3 separate regions of the Mus musculus genome follow, and regions 1 and 3 are each linked to region 2. The links are chromatin contacts, called in public Hi-C and promoter capture Hi-C maps. All regions are on one chromosome and are shown on one strand. The core of a region is the stretch at or near the end of the contact, and the rest is flanking DNA. Distances in the headings are between cores, read along the strand shown. Region 1 overlaps Gne (glucosamine (UDP-N-acetyl)-2-epimerase/N-acetylmannosamine kinase). Region 2 holds the start of Glipr2 (GLI pathogenesis-related 2). Region 3 holds the start of Reck (reversion-inducing-cysteine-rich protein with kazal motifs).

What was found. A called contact is a pair of places that touch in the nucleus more often than the background predicts. Capture Hi-C pulls out chosen DNA fragments and counts their contacts.
Region 1: a contact with region 2 is called in a Hi-C map of CD4 T cells, with 4 times the contacts expected there. The contact joins the enhancer-like site here to the promoter of Glipr2 in region 2. A contact is called at or near these places in 2 of 484 Hi-C or Micro-C datasets (CD4 T cells and nephron progenitors), 1 of 115 datasets of contacts at active chromatin or transcription factors (embryonic stem cells) and 3 of 9 other capture datasets (adipose tissue, liver and pancreatic islet).
Region 3: a contact with region 2 is called in a promoter capture Hi-C map of pancreatic islet. The contact joins the promoter of Reck here to the promoter of Glipr2 in region 2. A contact is called at or near these places in 2 of 484 Hi-C or Micro-C datasets (embryonic stem cells and nephron progenitors), 4 of 115 datasets of contacts at active chromatin or transcription factors (embryonic stem cells and memory CD8 T cells) and 2 of 9 other capture datasets (adipose tissue and pancreatic islet).

The regions. Positions count from the first base shown.
Region 1 is chr4:44,058,409-44,061,108 of GRCm38.p6, forward strand. It overlaps Gne (glucosamine (UDP-N-acetyl)-2-epimerase/N-acetylmannosamine kinase), which reads right to left. Exons shown (of 12, transcript NM_001190414.2): 3 at 1,368-1,819. Among named protein-coding and RNA genes, the nearest start is that of Gne, 13 kb to the right of the region's middle. Within about 2 kb of position 1,448, at least 10 of the 459 cell types and tissues checked have an H3K27ac peak or open chromatin away from gene starts, as enhancers often do.
Region 2 is chr4:43,956,259-43,958,958 of GRCm38.p6, forward strand. It overlaps Glipr2 (GLI pathogenesis-related 2), which reads left to right and starts at 1,444. Exons shown (of 5, transcript NM_027450.3): 1 at 1,444-1,515. The coding sequence starts at 1,503. It overlaps Gm30377 (a long non-coding RNA gene), which reads right to left. Exons shown (of 4, transcript XR_881223.2): 2 at 1,132-1,228; 3 at 1-125.
Region 3 is chr4:43,874,251-43,876,950 of GRCm38.p6, forward strand. Reck (reversion-inducing-cysteine-rich protein with kazal motifs) reads left to right here and starts at 1,280. Exons shown (of 21, transcript NM_016678.2): 1 at 1,280-1,455. The coding sequence starts at 1,356.

The DNA of each region.
Region 1 (2,700 bases), core at 198-2,697, 100 kb after region 2:
CAGCCAGTTTGGCCAAATCAGCAGCTGCAGTTTCAGTGAGAGAGTCCATGTTTCAAATCATAAGCAATAGAGAAAAACACTGAGTATAACCTCTGGCCTCCACACACACGTGCACACTTGTGTGAACATATATCACATGCACACACACACAGGGAGAACAACAAGTGTCCATTATAATAAAAAATCAAAGGCAGAAAACGTCAAGGTACCCTAACCTCACATTGGAAAAGAATATATAAGGAACTAGGTTTACATACTTTCTAGCTGGTACAGAAATGACATCATATTATACAATGTTATAGCTTACTCCCAACCTATACGCCTGTGTACACATGTGCACGCCTGTGTACATGTGGAGGTCAGGGGGCAACACTGGCTGTCTTCTTCAACTGTACTCCACCTTCCTCCTGAGACAGTCTCTCCTACCAAATCAGAAGCTTACCAATTAAGCAGGATGGCCAGGACAAGGGTGCAGCACCACAGCTGGCTTTTTTATGTGCGTTCTTAGGGATCCGACTCAGGTCTTCATGCTTGTAAGCCAAACCTCTGACCCAGTGAGCCATCTCCTTGTCCTTTTTCCCATTTGTTGACAAAGTAAGAGCTGTGCCCACGGACAGGTATGGTATCTATCATGTGTGTGCAATCCTAGCACTAAGGAAGTAGATGCAGGAGGGAAAAAAAGATGTTGATGGTGGGGGAGGGCTGGAGAGATGGCACAGCAGTTAAGAGCTCTGACAGCTCTTCCAGATGTCCTGAGTTCAATTCCCAGCAACCACACAGTGGCTCACAACCATCTGTAATGGGATCTGATGCCCATTTCTGGTGTGTCTGAAGATAATGACAGTGTAGTCATATATATTAAAATAATTAATTAATTAAGGAAAGAAAAGAAAAACAAACAGACAAAACCAGCAGAAGGCCATCGGGTTAAGTGTTCATGTCTGCTGACCCGAGTTCAACCCCTAGGTCACACTGTGGAAGAACACACTGACTTAGGGCTGTCCTTAGACTCTATATATGCACATCATGATTTAAACACATACACATGTGCAAATGCACACACAATAATAAAATTAATTTTTAAGAACTACCCGTATGAATATCATTTACTAAAATACTAAAGTATTTAAAATACCTAAGGAGTAAAAGCACTCCATGTACAACATTTTAAAATTCAATCCAGCATGTCTACTTTATAGATAAACTTGGAGGTAAATATACAATGCAAGGCAAGAACTATGCCGCAAAAGTCTTAGCTCTCTGGCTGCTAATAGAATACTGTGTCCATGTGTTTCCAGAGAGATTGAAATATGCCCAATACTTTGTGGCAAAACAACCATTAACCTGAATAAAGTTTGAATACATACCTAGCCACATCCGAATGATGCTCATATAGTCTTTGTTCTTGGCGGAGAGCAGTTTGTCATAGGAAGGGCAGCCTGCCAACAGGATGCGGTCGTGGTCCTCGCACATAGAGATCAGGTGCTGCTCTGCACTTCTAGTGCAGCACACATGGTAGTGAGCCAGTTTTGTTATGGCGTGTCTGATAGAGTCATCAATGGTCCCGCTGACCTCGCCTCCTTCAATGTGAAGGATGCGGATGTTCATCAAGGCAGCAGACGTAGCCAGAGCAAGGGCGTCAAATCGGTCTCCGTGAACAATCATGATGTCGGGCTTCAGGCGATTGAGGACGTCCGGTAGCTTCACGAGCGCTAGGCCTACCGACTCTACCATGGCCGCTTCATCTTCCCCTCTAACAATCGTGTGGAGCCTGGTGTTAATGTCAAAGTCATCTTGCTCAATCATGCGGTATGTGTTTCTAAACAGGAGCAACAAGACGGGACACCGTGTTCTTATATAAGAAGGCAACAATGCTAGCCCTGAAGTGAGATACTTGCTTACTTTTTTCTTGCTAAAACAAGTAATTACTTTGAAGTATAAGCTGTAAATAGTGAGCAAAGACCATAACTGCATTTATTCAGGATTCACATTGTCACATAAAAAGCCAGTGGCTGTCGCTCGGATCAAGAGAAAGCCTTCCCTGGAACGCTCAGCTGTGTGGCTCCGGGGCAGCACCAGGAGGGGGGAATTTTCTTTGAGGGCAGAACAAAGTTTGACTTTTAATAATGGTCAGGCCTTTTACTTTTTTATTACTCATCTGCTTTTTTTTTCCAAGAATCAATTGGCATTTTAATAGGGGGGAAAGTTTCCAAAACACAGGGTTTTTGTTTTGTTTTGTTTTTTAACAATTAATTAATTAATAAAACAAGAAGCAGGGTACCAGGATGCCTGGCATGGCAGTATACTATACATTTCTTTTAACTTTTAAAATGATTTCTTTAGTTAGTATGCAAGAAAACAATGGGGTCATCATGACACTTTACACACAACATCATTATACTGTGTTCTTACGCTCGCTCCCCCCGCCCCCACTCCTTCGTAGTCCCTTCTGCTTTCACATCACACGGAGTCTACGGCCCTCTCCTGTCCCCTCTCTTCGGCCTACTGTCTACTCTCATATCTGTGCATATAACAAATACATACTTATATATTAATTCAAATCTATGTTCTATATGAGAAAGCAAACAGGCCACCTGTCTTTCCAAACCTGGCTTATTTTACTCTATGTAATTCTCGACAGTTCCCTCCATTTTACTGAGTCATAACTTCATTTTTTTTTAAAGATTTATTTATTTATTT
Region 2 (2,700 bases), core at 194-2,693:
CCTCTGCACGCAGTAGGCGGTTCCTCTGTGCTCAGCTGTCTCCTTAGGGCCTTGCAGTTCTGGTTCCTCTGAAATAGCTTTCTAGAGATTCTAGGTGTGACAGGGACTTTTCCTGGGTCATTTGACTATTTCCATCGGAATTTGTCGGCAAAATGGAACAGAGAATTGAACAGAGTCAGAATCCCAACCCAGCACTAAAAGCTCGTTTAAGTCAGATGAGTACCAGTATCCACTCTACTCCTGCTTGGAAGTGCTAGGATGTGGGAAGTGTATTTGCTGGCCATGGAGAGAGGGAATGGCTGGGGGGTGGGCGTGGGCGGGCGTGCATTTAGCTCTGCGCTAACCTACTGGATACATCTGAGCTCCGTGCTGCAGGGTCTGGCCAGGTGTGGTGGTACAGACCTGACCTACAATGGGAGGTACACCGAGACTCCATCTGACAAACAATAACCTAAAAGTAAAATACATTTAAATTCATAGAAATAGGTACTGCTGGGGGTGTCTGTGGTCACAGCACTAGGGAGGTAGAAGCAGGAAGATCAGAACTTTAAAATCATTCTCGGCTATGTAGGGCACAAAGGTAAAGTCTCACTGTTTAGACCAGGCCAATCTTAACTCACAGAGATCTGCGTGCTTCTGTTTCCCAAGTGCTAAGAATAAAGGCATGAGCCACCATGTCTGGCCCAAATAAATGTATCTTTTAAATATATATGTATCCAGGGAGGGGGAGGCAAAGTGTCCTTGTAATCTGTGAATCATTAACTTTTTATGGTGAGAAAAATGTGTTTTGAATTAACCAGGGGGTCTCGGTTTAGATGACGCCAACATGTGGGGGTGCTGGATCCAAACTCAGGTGGGGAATTTGGGTTGGTCTCAAAGGCAGTGGGGTTCAAGAGGATAGGTCCAAGTCGGGCAGCGGCACCACCCTGGGGCGGTTGGAGTTGGAGGGCCGGAAAGTGTTCAGTTACAACCTGGGGATGCATAGCGGGACAGGGTCCTAAGAAGCTGCGATTGGAGCATGGTGTCACTGGGAAGGGGAAGCAGAACTTTGGGGATCTGGGAGGGGGTGGTGTTGCCAAAGACTGAGTCTGGGAGGTTACCGACCCCTGGTGGCGCCGGAGGGAACCGTACCTCACCAGGCCTTCTCCAGGCGTCGGTCGCGCGGGAACCGTGGGGAACTACAGGGAAGGCGTGGACGCCCCTAGGTCTTGCGCGCGCACTTGCTGCTCTAGGAGACAAGGCACGCTCAGAATCAGCATTCGTATCCACATCTGGACCGCCCTAGCCAGCGGCGGAATCCCACCCGGCCAAATGAATTCTAGGGGTGGCCCCCTGCGCCTCCGCCTGCAGCTGCCTTTGCCTTATAAGGCGGGGCCGGGCGGCGCCGGGGGAGTGGCTGTGGCCGCCCCTGCCCCTCCCGGCCCCGGCCAGCTGCTGGGACCCCGCTAGCCAGCGCAGCGCAACGCAGCCGCAGCGGAGCGGAGGAGCGCACACAGCAGGCCATGGGCAAATCAGGTGAGCCACCCATACGGCCCTCCGGGGAGCGGGGATGACGCCTAGACCCTCGCCGTCACCCTGCCCCATCTGGAGCATGATCCCCTGGGAGCCCCTGGAAAGTCCCTGTCACTCTCGCTGCAATGCGGGATCCCTGGGTGCGGGATGGAGAGCGCGCATAGCAAAGTTCCGAGGAGCGGCTGTTTCTGGTTCAACCAGGGGGTGGGGTGGGTGGCGCGGAGGTAGCGGTAAGAACACCGGCTAGGAGAGAAAGAATGAGGGGAATGAGATGGAGGGTCCCTTTGGCTGCGAGCCAGGGATTGCGTCAGCGAGGGTTTCTAAGCGCTGATGGGGATAGCTGAGCCTGCCTAGGCGTGGCTATGCTTTGTCCAGAGGAAGACAAAGTTACAGTGGGAAAAAGACACCAAACCGTGGCAGCATCCCAGGCTGCGAAGCAACTAGTCTGGTTCCACCCAACTAAAGGCAGCTCTGAGACTCCTTTTCGTCTCCTTCTCGCTCACCTCCTGAGGCCCCTCCGTGCCAGGCTGGGTGCTGTGCAGAGCTACTTCCCCTGTGATCTCTGCCCTGCTGCCGCCCACCCTCACTCCTGTGGCTGTAAAGTTTACGTTTCTGAAAAGCCGTTTTCCTGTCGCTCCTTGTTTTTGTCACCTTCCACCCCATTGTCGGCTCTCTGGCCACTGACAGCACCCCCTCTGCCACACAGCTGCGCTGGCTGGCAGGCAGGCACTCAGGTCCTTTCCCCTCCGTGTCCCGGTCCAGTCTTCACTACTCCCATCATCCAGCCTGAAACCCTTCCCATCCTTCTGTGTTCAACTCCTGTGATAGCAGGGGGTCCCATCCATAATCTCTCCCTCCTCCTTCAGAGGGACAGCCCACACCCTGTGTCATTTGTTGTCACTCCTGCATAGATAAGGGACAGGTGGGCAATAGATCTTCTTGCCTCAGTTTCCTCCCTCGTGGGCATCAAGGCTTCCTATTTATTAGAATATCATCCGTGCCTCATGGGAGGCTCTAAAGCAGAGGCTCTCGACTTTGCTGATGCTACAACCCTTTAATTCAGTCCCTCACCTTCTGGCGACCCGCCTTCCACCATAAAATTACATTGTTGCTACTTCATAACTGTAATTTTGATATTATGATTCGGAATATAAATACTATATGATGTGTGGCCCCCCGGGGGGGGCA
Region 3 (2,700 bases), core at 30-2,529, 82 kb before region 2:
GGCATGCACCACCACGCCCGGCTTGTCCTCAGTGTTTTTAATAAAGAAAGTCTGTTGTTTTGAAGAAGCACAAAGTAGTAGGGGCAGAGTGGGAAATACGTTCAGCCAGTTAGCCCCATGGCCTGAGTTCAGATATCTCAATTATTCACTGGGTCAAGCACTGTCTGAGACATTCTAAATACAATATGAGACTGGGTTCCTGTGCGCTTGATCAGGAAATCAGGGCCAGCCTTGGCTTCATTGTAAACTCAAGGTCAGCCTGAGCTGTATGAGATCCTGTCTTCAAAATAAGTAAATAAACACAATACGTTCATTAATCTTATCAAGAAGGCCAGCATGAGGGTTGGGGTGGGGGGGAGGCTCAGAAGTAAAAATGTCCTCACCCACAGACACGGGGCTAGTCGGGAGTAGTGTACAATCTGGACTCGAGGAGGGTGTCAAGACTTTGTTCTTTTCATTACAGTCATAGTTACCATCTGTCGCAGGAGAAAGCTGCTGTTAGTGACCTGAATAGAGGAATCTGGAAATAAGCAATTGGCTTCACTTCTGAACAGCAAGTCTCTAAACTGGACGAGCTATCTGTTCAAGGGCCAGGTAGCCAGGAAAAAGGGGGGGGTGGGGGGTGGGGGGCGTTTCTCCACAATGAATTCGCTTTGATTCCTAGGTCCTCTGGAACATTCTCCGGAGTAGCTGCTCAAAGATTCATCTCCAAATCCTCTCGAACCAATTCTGAATTTCAAGGCTCTCTAAGTCTAGTCATACAGGCTGCCCTGACCCTTTCTCTGAGTGCAATAGGTATTAACAGCGAAGCCAGCCTGTGAATCCGTGCCCTCAGCAGAGCCCTTTGGCTTTGAGGGGAGGCCAGGTAACACGCCTTCTTTAGGTCGAGGCAGCCTTTGGACAGGATAGTAAGAGTGTTCTGGAGGATTCAACTAGGGGTGCACGCCCTACAGTTCAGCTTTGACTTAGCCCTTGCAAATCAGACGGACCTGCAGAGTGATCTCGGCAGGCCAGTCGCCCCTGAGCTGCGGGCTCCCCACCCCCTATGTGCCCCGACACGGGACAGAGGCATTCCACAGGGGTCTCCAGCCTCTGACTTCCCGTTTGAAGACCGCAGCCCGGGAGCCCGAGTCCGAAGGCGACACACAGCTGGCCCATAACAAAGAGCCAGGGTCCAGGGCGCGCTGCCGCCCCCCGGGAGGTTTTGAAAACTCTGAGCGGCCGGGGCGGGGCTTCAGCGAGCCGCAGCCAATCACCAGAGAGCCAAGGCGCCGGGGGCGGGGCCTGGTGCCAGGGGTTGCTACGGCCAGGCTGGGTCCGAGCATCCCGCGGCTTCGGACCCACCCGGCCCGGACATGGCGAGCGTCCGGGCCTCCCCGCGCAGCGCGCTGCTACTTCTGCTGGCCGCGGCGGGGGTCGCGGAGGTGACGGGGGGCCTGGCCCCGGGCAGCGCGGGTGAGTAGCCGCGGGAGCCACGATCGGGGCGGTCCTGAGGAGTGCCTCAGCGCTCCAAGATGGCGCGGAGCCGGGGGCGGGGTGCGCGTGCCCCCAGACCCGCGGGCGGCGGTCAGGAACGCCGGGCTGGAGCCCGACCCGGAGGCCGCTCTCCGCCCTCGTCTTCTTCTCCCTGAAGATCTTGCGAACCCTGGGGTGGTGACTGGGGTTCGAGGCCTTGTTCTGTCACCTCCCAGACAGGGGCCCCTTGCCCTGCCGGACCCTGGTCCCTGGCCAGGGTCCCTGTCAGAAAACAGGGAGGTGCCTGGGCTCCGGATAGCACCGCTGGGCGGAAGGGATACGTAGGTGCAGCTCCCCTGCTGCTGCCCAGTCAGTTGTTGTCACTTGTTAATTTGACTGACTTGGCCTGAGTGGCGGTGAACTTTGATAGGGTCCACAAGGTTGCCTGGCGGGTGCACCGTGGGTCTGAGACCCGGCTGGGGGATGGGGTAAGGTGGGGTGGGGGTTGACTACACATCGATAAATCACCCCGTGGCGGCTTGGCTTCGGGAGAGAGGTGTGTTCTAGGGCTCTGTTAAAGCAGTTGCACCAGAGATGGATGGAAAGCTTGACCGCTTAGGATTGTCCTTCCTGCGCTTGCTCAGCGTTCGGATGTGACACGAACTCGTGCTTCCCGGGACACCTCAGGCTGATAGGTGGTGGAAGACAGGAGCGCTAAGCAGTTTGAATTCAGGCAGACAGGTTCAGAGGAGAGATGCGGGTGGGGCTGCATGTGCACAGAGGAACGTTGACATTCACCTAGAAGATGAGAAAAACCGAGTGTCTACCTATACTAGCCATCGAAAGATGAATGGAATTTTTATAACAAAAGTAACGGAGGAGTGTGTTGCTTACAGGGAGAGGCACTCAGGGGAAAAACATACCCAGTCTCAAGGAAGTTTTCAAGAAAGCCTGAGAAGTTAAAATTAAGGAGTTTTGGTTGATGCTTTATTTATTTATTTATTTATTTATTTTAAAGGAAGGCATTTGAAGAAGATTGTGACAGGAACCTGGGATTAGTTAATTATTTGAATTCTAAATTTAACTATAAACTAGTAAGGAAACCAATAGAAAAGGGACGAAAGAATACTGTGAATTCTTGACTAATCCAGCTTATCTCTCTGTGTTCTAGTTAGTCCAAAGATGTCTAAAGAATACTAGTTACCCCCTTCTTATCCCACTGTTGTGGAGTAGGGCTTTTAGGAA